Regions from separate parts of the Mus musculus genome. Here region 1 is linked to region 2. A link is a contact called in public HiChIP or PLAC-seq data. All regions are on one chromosome and are shown on one strand. Each heading gives the region's core, a stretch centred on a gene start, on an enhancer-like site or on the middle of the called end of the contact. The rest is flanking DNA. Distances are from core to core; before and after follow the strand shown. Region 1 overlaps Fmn2 (formin 2). Region 2 holds the start of Fh1 (fumarate hydratase 1).

Region 1 (4,728 bases), core at 1,151-3,650, 1.0 Mb after region 2:
AAAAGCAGAGGCTTGCTTAAAACCAAAATGAGCACACCAATGTTTGCAGAGACCTCTGCCAATCAAGGCCTCCCCGCCCCCATAATATAATGACTACCAGCTTCAAGTGAATCTGACCTGGGATTCTGGTATCCACAAAACATTAGCAAAAAGCCTTGCAAAGGGGTAGGATGAGAATGTATAGACAAATCTCAAGGGAAAAACTGTCTTGATTTTAGCAGGGCTAGGATGCTACCAAGAGTTACTGCCTTATGTTTTGTAGAATGCTTAATGACATCAGATTACATATGTAGAAATAGGACAAGTCTAAGGGCAATAGGAAAGTACACACAAAGTCATATGGATCGATTAGGGAAAAAATGCCCTCATTTCCACTTTATGGCTATCTGGGGGTGGGGGTGGGGGTGGGGGGATGAGGGAAAACAAAAAAGCCTGAATCTTCTGTGGAGCCCCGTCTGGTCTGATGTCACCTCCTCTTGCTCTCTATTTAACTTTATTTCTATCATTTGAATTCCACTCGCCATGAATTCTGGGTGTGAAGCTTATTAGGACAATCGCTTAAATTGTGGTACTGAGAGTGTGGCAATTTCCAGATACTTTTTTTACTCTAGTCAATAGCATTTTAGGGGACTGGAGAGAAAGATAGAGATGCCTCAGCAGTCTGCTCTTTCAGAGGTCCCAAGTTCAAACCCCAGCAACTACATGGTATCTCACAATCATCTATAATAGGATCTGATGCCCTCTTCTGGCATGCAGGTATACCTACATACAGATAGAGCACTAATATGCATAAAATAAATGAATAAGTAAATAAATCTTTTTAAAAATAATCTGTGTTTTATTCTCTGATGAATGGATTCAATAAAACTATAATGAAACTAAGTCTTTTTTGTTTTATTTTCATTTTTTTCTGTTTTGAGGCTAAAATGTATAAACAGTACCTTGGTACTATAATTAGAAAGCAGCAGTGAGCCCTAATCCTCTATGGAGGCACACATAACTATCACCAGCCAAGTGGTGTATTTTCTCAGTGTCTGTGTTTATAAAAGACAAGGAATACTGTTTTCCACAAAAGCATCAGACCGTTTATCACTGCATGTGGCAGGGGGAAAGGAAGGTGAGTGGGGAGAGATGCAGAGAGGAAAGCAGAGGGAAAAGAATAGAGAAACTGAAGTGAGACAAGAGAGAAAATTAAGAGTGGAGAAACGATGGGGGGGGGGTGACAGGAGGAAGCTAGTCAGCACATGCAAAGGAGCTATGAGTCGCCAGAATCAGAAGTTTTAAATAATCCATTATGTTGACATTCAATAGTATAGACGAATGACTTTATGCCTCTTCAGTTTTTGTAAGTTACACAGGTTGAGGAAAGAGGTGGAAGTTGGTGGACAACACTCAAGCAGAGGCTGGTAAAATGTTCAAGGATACAAAGAGCAGCTATCCTCTCTGGGGAGGGCAGCAGGACAAACTTCAGAACACAGAGTAGAGTGAGAGTCTGTTTCCAGGGATTTCGTACCACACGGGAAAAGACTAGCCCAAGCAGAAGAATGGGTGTAACCTCAGAGATCATTGACTAAGGGCTAAAGACAAAGAGCAACAGAAAGCACACACTGATCTCCCTCGATCACTGTTAGAAATTTTGGAGATCAGACAGAGTGAGAGAACAAGGGCTAGAGAGCATGGCATGGCACAACATGGCCAATGAGAAACAACAGCCTCCAGCCAGTGGTGGGAAGGAGACAGACGAGAAAATAAACAGCGAACTCACAGGGAAAACACTGGGCCCATTACTGAGCAGATATGTGGCCCAAAAGTGCATGGAACCTGGGATCCACATACCATATGTTTTCTGGGACCCCTCCTCACACCATATCAGTGGTTTGTAGTCATTTTGAAAAGACCTTGTTGAATCAGGAGCCAGCTGGGTGGCTCTGGAGACAGGGATTTCACCATACACTGTGTGCTCTGAGAAGCCCGGAAAAGCATCAAGCGAGAGCAGGCCTGTAAATTCAGAGGTTCTCAGCCTGTGTGTCATAACCCCCTTAGGGGTTGAAAGACCTTTTCCCCAGATCCCACAGCAGATATCCTGCATATCAGATGTTGACATTATGATGCATAGCAATAATAAACTACAGTTATGAATTAGCAACAAAAGCAGTTTTATGGTTGGGATGACCACAACAGGAGGAAGTGTTCTAAGGGGTGGCAGCCTAAGGAAGGCTGAGAACCATTGCTCCAGTTAGAGCAGAAAAATGAAGTCAGAACCGCGGAGAGCTCCAAGTAGTGGACCGCTGGCCTGAGCTATATGAAAGGAAGAGCCTTCCTCCCTTCTCCCTCCTGAAGCCCAGCATGAAAGCCAGCTGCCAGAGGTAGAGGCAAGTGAATCTACTAGGGATAGATGTATAGGAGCAATGCAGCCTCCCATAGGCCCAGAACACAAAGGAGGCAGTGTCTTGTGCCCACAGCACAAAAGATCCACAGTAGCTTTGCCCAGTCTCTAGAGACAAAAAGACCACCTCCAATCTCTGCTTCTCAAGCTATTTGGCACAACTTCTTTTGTGGAGATTGTAAATGGCGATAACAACCCACCCACTTACATTCCTGAAACCCTACTTAAACTCAGTGGGCCATGCACATAAAAGAAATGACAGTGGGAAGTTGGGAAGAAGGGCTTCAGTGTGAGGAGGAATGGGGATGAGACAAGGCAACAGAAGATGAGTAAGGAAGGAATAGAAGATGAGGAAGGAGAGAGGCAGAGGTGGAGGGAGAGGGAGCCAGTAGAGAGTCTAAAGTGGGAAGACATGATTAAATTTATATCCACGTATACAATGGTCAAGAACTTTTTAAAAAGCAAAAAGAACTGATGACAGAAGAAGGCTTCTGAATGTGCATTGAACAAAAACTTAATGAAAAATCAAAAGCAAGACCAATCTGAGGTGTTTGCAGCAGACAGTGTGTGTCCATCCTGAATCAGATGGCATCATTGCAACCTTAGTTCTGAGCATACATGCAGTCTGGACTGGTCAGGCCCTTGTAAGGTAGAGCAACAATGACACCCCTTGGCTGAGATTTAAGACTATTTTAGTTTTACGAAGCACACAGTGTTTTTTAATTGTATTGAAATATGACATTTCACTACAGAACACCATTCTTCAGGATGTATCAAATTAATGCATCTTTGTTCTGTATGGTGTTAGAACAGTCAACCTTTTAAATTGGTATTTGAATTGCTGATAGGTTTCATAAAAAACTCATACAAGGAATTTTGGCTTGGAGGTAGAAAAAAATTTCTAACATTTTTTAAAATGGGCCTAAATAACTATTCTATGCTATATATGATGAAGTACCACTCACAATATTGACTATGAATGGAAATACTAGTCAATTCTGAAAAAATGTTGAACATGCTCTTTGTCTTGGAATATCAAATATTTAACCAGAATCTAATTCTTTATATAAAAAAATACAATGATAACTACCTCATTAGCAAACAAATCTATCTCAGTGTTTAATGACAAGAAATCAATATATACCAAAAATTGCCTTGATAAATTTGTTTATAACTTATTATCAATGGCTAGATACTATATGTATTTTCTATACCTAGGTATCCAGAGTCAAGTTGAAGAAAAAACAAAACAAACAAACAAACAAACCCTCAAGCAAAGAGAGACTGGTCAAGAGGTAGTTGGGAAGTCAAAGGAGATTTGTCCTTGAGTCATGACAACTACTTGGCCCAAACCACAGGTCCTTCTTGCTGGCAGAGAAAACAAACGCCAGCACAGGAGGCCAAAGAAAACAAAGGTTCCATTTCACCACAAGGAGCTAACTCAAAACCCAGAAAAGAAAGCTCCTTGGCAAAGATAAATGCACTCACCCATGGAGTGACACCCTGGGGTGATGCTGACCAGTCTCTTTCATGTTTTGTTTTTCCAGTTTTTGTTCATGCTATTTAAACTATTTTAGCTTTTTTTTTCTTGCCTTATTTTATATCTTTCCTTTTGGTCTTGACTCCTCTAATCCCCTCTCCATGACCTGTGGCTCTCTTTCCTTCCTCCAGTCCTGCCTTCCTCCTGCATTCGCTCCCTCTCTTGACTCTCCCACCCCAACCCCTGGAATTAGCAGAGGGAATGGGATGGTTGGGACTCCTGATCTTCCTATCGAAGCCTCTCAAATATGGAGCCCGCCATATAAACTACTCACCTAGCACTTAGTGGTTTGGTTGGATTTGTTTTGTTTTGTTTTTTAGTGTTCCCTTCTTTCTTCCCCAATCTTCTCCCCATCTTCTACCATTTTACTCTAGTGTGTGGTCTTCAAACAAGCACCGCCTCTTCACTCCACCTCGCTCCTCTCTCCTTTATTATCTCATGCCATGTAATATTCTTTATTTTCACTATTGTGGGTTGCTTGTATTCCCTTTCCTTTGTTTTCTCTGCCATGTTTAACTGAATCTTCTGTTTTTTCTTTCTTTGTTGCTCTGATAAGAAGAACTAGTTTCCCTCTGCTTAGTTTCTTTCCATTTCTACCCTTAGGTAAGTCATACAAACACATCTTAGAGTCCTTGTTCCTACAGTGTTGTGAAGTTATTGCAGTCTATGTATGAGGTGGAAGGGTCACTGATTTTAATTGGCTATTATTCTACCTTTGCACTAGCCTTATCCACCACCTGTGGTGGTTTCTTCCATCATCTGTGATTAGTCTTGATGGCATTCCTTCTATGCTCCTTCCTAC
Region 2 (4,765 bases), core at 45-2,544:
GTACTTTATCTTACTGCTTTGTCTTTTTCCCCTTAACCTAACTTTTAAAGAAAATTTGGTTCTACCTTTCACCAACTACTCTAAAAATTTCTCAGCCATTAGTTGAGAGAGGGAAGAACTAGATACTGAGGTCTGAAAACCCACCGGTACTGGTTTAATTGATTTAGCTCAGCTATTAGTCTTATTCTTACTTATTTTATTTCATTTGTGTTATTTTGAGACAGGGTGGCCTGTATCCCACACTGGCTTCAGACTCCCTGTGTAGCCAAGGATGGCCTTGAACTACTATTCTTCCTACCTGCACTTCTCAAGTGTGAAGATTGCAGGTCAACAGTGCATTTGTGTCAGGCTCACTATGAAGCCAAGGTTATTCTTGAATTCAACTCCTCCCTACCGTGGCATCTAGAGTGCTGAGGCTATAAATTGAAGCCTCTCATTTCCTGAAGAACTTCCTCTTTAACTGTCTTCTGATTCTGCATTAGAAAATTAAAAGAAGAGACACAATTTTTTTTATCAGTTACTCTTTTTCCATTGGCATCATTTAAGCAATGTTTTCCCTAGCCTGTAACCACAAAGAAAATCAGAGATGAAAAATCCCAAGGAATGTGGACACATTATAAATGTTATCAGAGGACATGTTAAAAGACAGAGGAAAAGGCTGGAGAGATGACCCAGTGGTAAAGAGCAGTGACTGCTCTCCCAGGTGTCCTGAGTTCAATTCTCAGCAACCACAGGGTGGCTCACAACCATCACAATAAGAGGGATCTGATGCCCTCTTCTGGTGAGTCTGAAGTCTGCTACAATGTACTCATAGACATAAAATAAATCTTTTAAAAAAATGACAGGAAAATTGACTCCAAAATGACAACTAGGAGCATTGTGGGATAATTGATTACTACTTCCTTGTTTAAAATTTGAGGCACTTTCTAGGAAGATAAGTATTTGAGACACGGATTCATACAGCTGCACGTCATGGGTGGTTGCAGGATAAATATTAACTTGATAACATGTTCTTTCTAGGCTGTCTCACGGACCTAGTACTACAGGCATCTTCAGCCAGTTTCCTGCCTCCTAGCAGCCACATTTGAAGTATTGTCGGAAGATCTGACCTCCCGCCTCTTGTCTTTTCCCATGATTCCTTCCGCACTAGTTTCCCGTGAACCCGAGGACTTCAAACAGCCATACTACAGGCCCAGGGAAGGCAACCCGCCCCATTAGTTATTATTGGCCAGTCATGGTTAGTCCCGTCCTACATGCTCAGGAAGAGGCGTTTGATTGGTTACGAGCGTGGCCGGAATCTGACGTATTAGGGGGCGTGGCTCAGGCTCAGCTTTCCACCCCCGTACAGCAGCACCATGTACCGCGCACTCCGTCTCCTCGCGCGCTCGCGTCGCCTCCTGCGGGTTCCGTCCGCCGGTGCTGCAGTGTCTGGGGAAGCGACCACCCTCCCGCGGTGTGCTCCGAACGTCGCGCGAATGGTGAGCGGGCATCTCGGGACCCGGCCTCCCCGGGGTGACCTTCACGTCAGAGTGTCCCGGGTGTCCCCGCGGGCCGCGCCTGGGCTCGGCGCCGGCCAGCACGCTCACCATCCGCCCCGGACGCGGCCTCCAGCCGAGTGTGTTGGGGCTGCGGGCAGCGCTGAGGGACGCGCTCCTTCCTGCTGGGGAGCCTGAGTGTCAGGGCAGACCTGCCCAATGCCTGAGCTTGCAGAGGCCTTCGGTCCAGGACACCTTCTCTGGGAAAGAGCGTGCACGGAGGCAGAGGGTGGGGGATGCCGGGGTGCAGGAGTAGCCCGAGGAAAGGGGAAGCCCCTTCCTTGTCCAGATCGCAAGCCCTGCTGGCTGGACACAGACAGGATGCTCCCCTAGGCTAGGGTCTGGCTTCTTGGTCCACCAGGGTGCTCTTTCCTGCTTTCAGGCCCTCGAAGTGGATGAAGCCAGTGTGTCTTCTGAACGGAAAGGCTTTGCTTCTTACTAACTTGACTATTTAGCTTGTGAGGTTACATGTGTTCTCTCTCACAACTGGGTGTAAAACTCCGAAATCCATAAATGTGGACCTAGGAACATAAGTACTCGGAAGCATGCCTGAGCAGATTGGATAGGACCGAACAATTGCCCTAACCAAGATTTTGTATTCAGAAAGACAGCTAAAGGAACTTAAGGGGCCAGGTCCAAGGTATGGCATGCTTCGTTAAGCCCCTGTACTGTTTAGAGTTCTTTAGAAAACGAAAAATGCGAGTGTGTATGTACTGTTAGGAAAAGTTTGAGAAATGAATAGTTAGGAAGACCACTCCGAAGTGTAGCATGTCTTCTGTAGTGTGGGGTGTGATTTCAAGTCCTACTGCTGCGTTCAGGCTTTGTCCAGTTTCTACATGTAAAGCTGAGATAATTACAGAGGCTCAGCAAGATAGAACTTGGGGAAAACACTGTGCTTCTTAATTAGACCTCCTTTAGTGTCCTTAAAAGGGCCAAGACGTTCTCTCAACTTCTAGACGCTTGAATGACAACTCTGTACCGTCTTGGGGCTTGGGAGATGACACCAGTGAAGAATCCATCAGGTGGTTCACACCCACCTGTAACATCAGCTTTAGGGGACCTGTAACACACTCTTAATAACCTCGACATATGCGTGTGTGCAAACATACATACACACACACACATATGCACCCATGCACACACAGACACACACTAACATAAATCTTGGAAAGAAGCTATGAAGTCCAGGTTGCTTAAAGTTCCTGGAACTTTGCTCTGGTGATTTTAATGCATTCTAAAATCTCTTTTAAAAAGACTGGGTTTCTTTTTGTTTTAAAGCTTGTTTAGGGGAACAGGAAAATGGAATGAATCTATCATGGCAAATATGAAAATAGCAGTTTCTTGCTTAGGGTTATAGTGTCAGAAAATAGGATCAGTATACTTTTCTTTTTCCATGGTTCCAAGGACATTTCTTGCCCTTTAGCCCCCTTGTAATTTCCAGCAAGCCTGCTGATTTTGTTAAAAGTTGTTCTCTAGTATTGAGAAATTCACATGACCCTGGAAGCCCTGTTATTTAAAAGGACACTTAAGAGTTCACCTGAAGTGCGTCATGTGGAGGTATGACGCATTGTTGACGACTTCTCTGCTTGGGGCCATGTAAATATGATGGTTCATTTATGCTTAGAATGCAGAGGCTGTTGGCAAAGATTACACAAAGGGCTGTCGAGATGGTTCTGAGGGTCAGAGTCTCTGCTCTACAACGTAGGGAAGGAAGGTTTGATTCACAATTCCCGGGTGCAGTACTACATGGCAGGGCCGGCATGACAGCAGGAGCTTGAGGTAACTGGACACACTGAGTGTGAACACACTGGGTACACAGTCAGGAAGCAGAGAGAGCATCACTGACACTCAGATTGCTTTATAACTTAAAAAAATTTTTTTTTTAGTTTTTAAATTAAAAATATAGCTATAATTTCCCCTTCCCTTGCCTTCCTCCCATGTACCAATCCCCTTGCTCTATGTCAAAATCATGTCTTTTTCTTAATGGTTAGTGTGTGTGCATATGAGTGTGTGTTAGTTAATTTTCTGTTGTGATAAAACACCATGACCAAGGCAACTTATAGAAGGAAGGGCTTAATTTAGAAGCAGAGAGAGCAAACTCAAAATGTTAATAGCCTTTAGGCTCTCCAGTGACATACTTTGTCAGCAGGGCCACACTTCCTCAGCCTTCCTAAACAGGACCATTATCTGGGTACCAAGCATCCATATGCCTGAGACTATGGGAGACATCTTGTTCAAAGGACCACAGTATATAAATGCCTGTCTGTACAAGTGACACAGTGGAGTGTTGCTCATGTACGTATGATTTCAGGACTGAGCACTTGGCAGTGGATATCCACTGCAGCACACATAGGATGCTGCCACTTACACAGTGGTGGTCCACACAGCTTAGATGTCTTCTTTATTCTGATCTAGATGAGCCATCCTGGGCAGGCCCAGAGGCTTGTTTACTTGGTGATCAATCCTGTTCAGGTGACAGTATTAGTCATAACACCTGAGGTTAAAGGTAGGAAATAGAATTTTGGAAGAGTTTGTTATACGCTGAGATGGTATAGTATTTGCTTTTGTTTTACGCTGGATATGCTTTTAAAGATAGACAGGATGCTTTTGACGTGTCTGCCAAGGTTGTGATTTTAGCTACCGTTTACCTTTCTGCAGCTTAATTATAAAATGTGGGTATGAAAGTCCTAGATTCACCTCCATCTCTTCTGTTCTAGGTTAGTGGTGCTGTGGCGTGGACCCACAGTTTCCAGTGTGCTGGGCAAGAGCTCAGCCATTAAGGTTCCTCTCCAAGGAATTAAATTCCATTGGGAAGTATATTTCCTTTAAGATTTAAAGCTGAAGCACATGACTAAAAGGAATCATGTCAAGTAACTTTTTTATTCTACACACTATGGTAACTTACTTAGAAGAAATATTGATATTTAGTGATGACATTTTAGTAATTTTGAGTACATAGATCATAAAAATTTAGAACTTGAAATGTAATTTTGTAAAGTACAGATAAGAGCTGTTCTCCCTGGGAGCTAGCATCCTGGTATTCTCTAAGAAGCTAAGGAAGAAAAGAAGGGCCATTTTACTGTTTTGAGCTAAAGCTTACTTTAACATAAGGATGCCTTTTTTTAAGGGTATCTGAGACAAAGGTTGTGGCAGTCGCTTACTTGTGCATCTCCCATTTAAAAGCTCAGCTGTTGGTTTACAGGGTGGGAAACAAGTTGGTGAATGGTAGT

Evidence for each region. HiChIP or PLAC-seq counts read pairs in DNA pulled down with a chosen protein or histone mark.
Region 1: an H3K4me3 HiChIP or PLAC-seq map of neural tube shows a contact between it and region 2, with 6 times the contacts expected there. The contact joins the enhancer-like site here to the promoter of Fh1 in region 2. A contact is called at or near these places in 10 of 39 promoter capture datasets (the 3T3-L1 cell line, cranial neural crest, frontonasal cranial neural crest and 6 more) and 1 of 115 datasets of contacts at active chromatin or transcription factors (neural tube).

The regions. Positions count from the first base shown.
Region 1 is chr1:174,620,778-174,625,505 of GRCm38.p6, reverse strand. All of the region lies in intron 6 of Fmn2 (formin 2), which reads right to left. Among named protein-coding and RNA genes, the nearest start is that of Fmn2, 120 kb to the right of the region's middle. Within about 2 kb of position 2,400, at least 20 of the 459 cell types and tissues checked have an H3K27ac peak or open chromatin away from gene starts, as enhancers often do. A contact at or near this core is called in neural tube and second pharyngeal arch cranial neural crest, where this site is marked.
Region 2 is chr1:175,622,164-175,626,928 of GRCm38.p6, reverse strand. It overlaps Fh1 (fumarate hydratase 1), which reads left to right and starts at 1,294. Exons shown (of 10, transcript NM_010209.2): 1 at 1,294-1,478. The coding sequence starts at 1,356.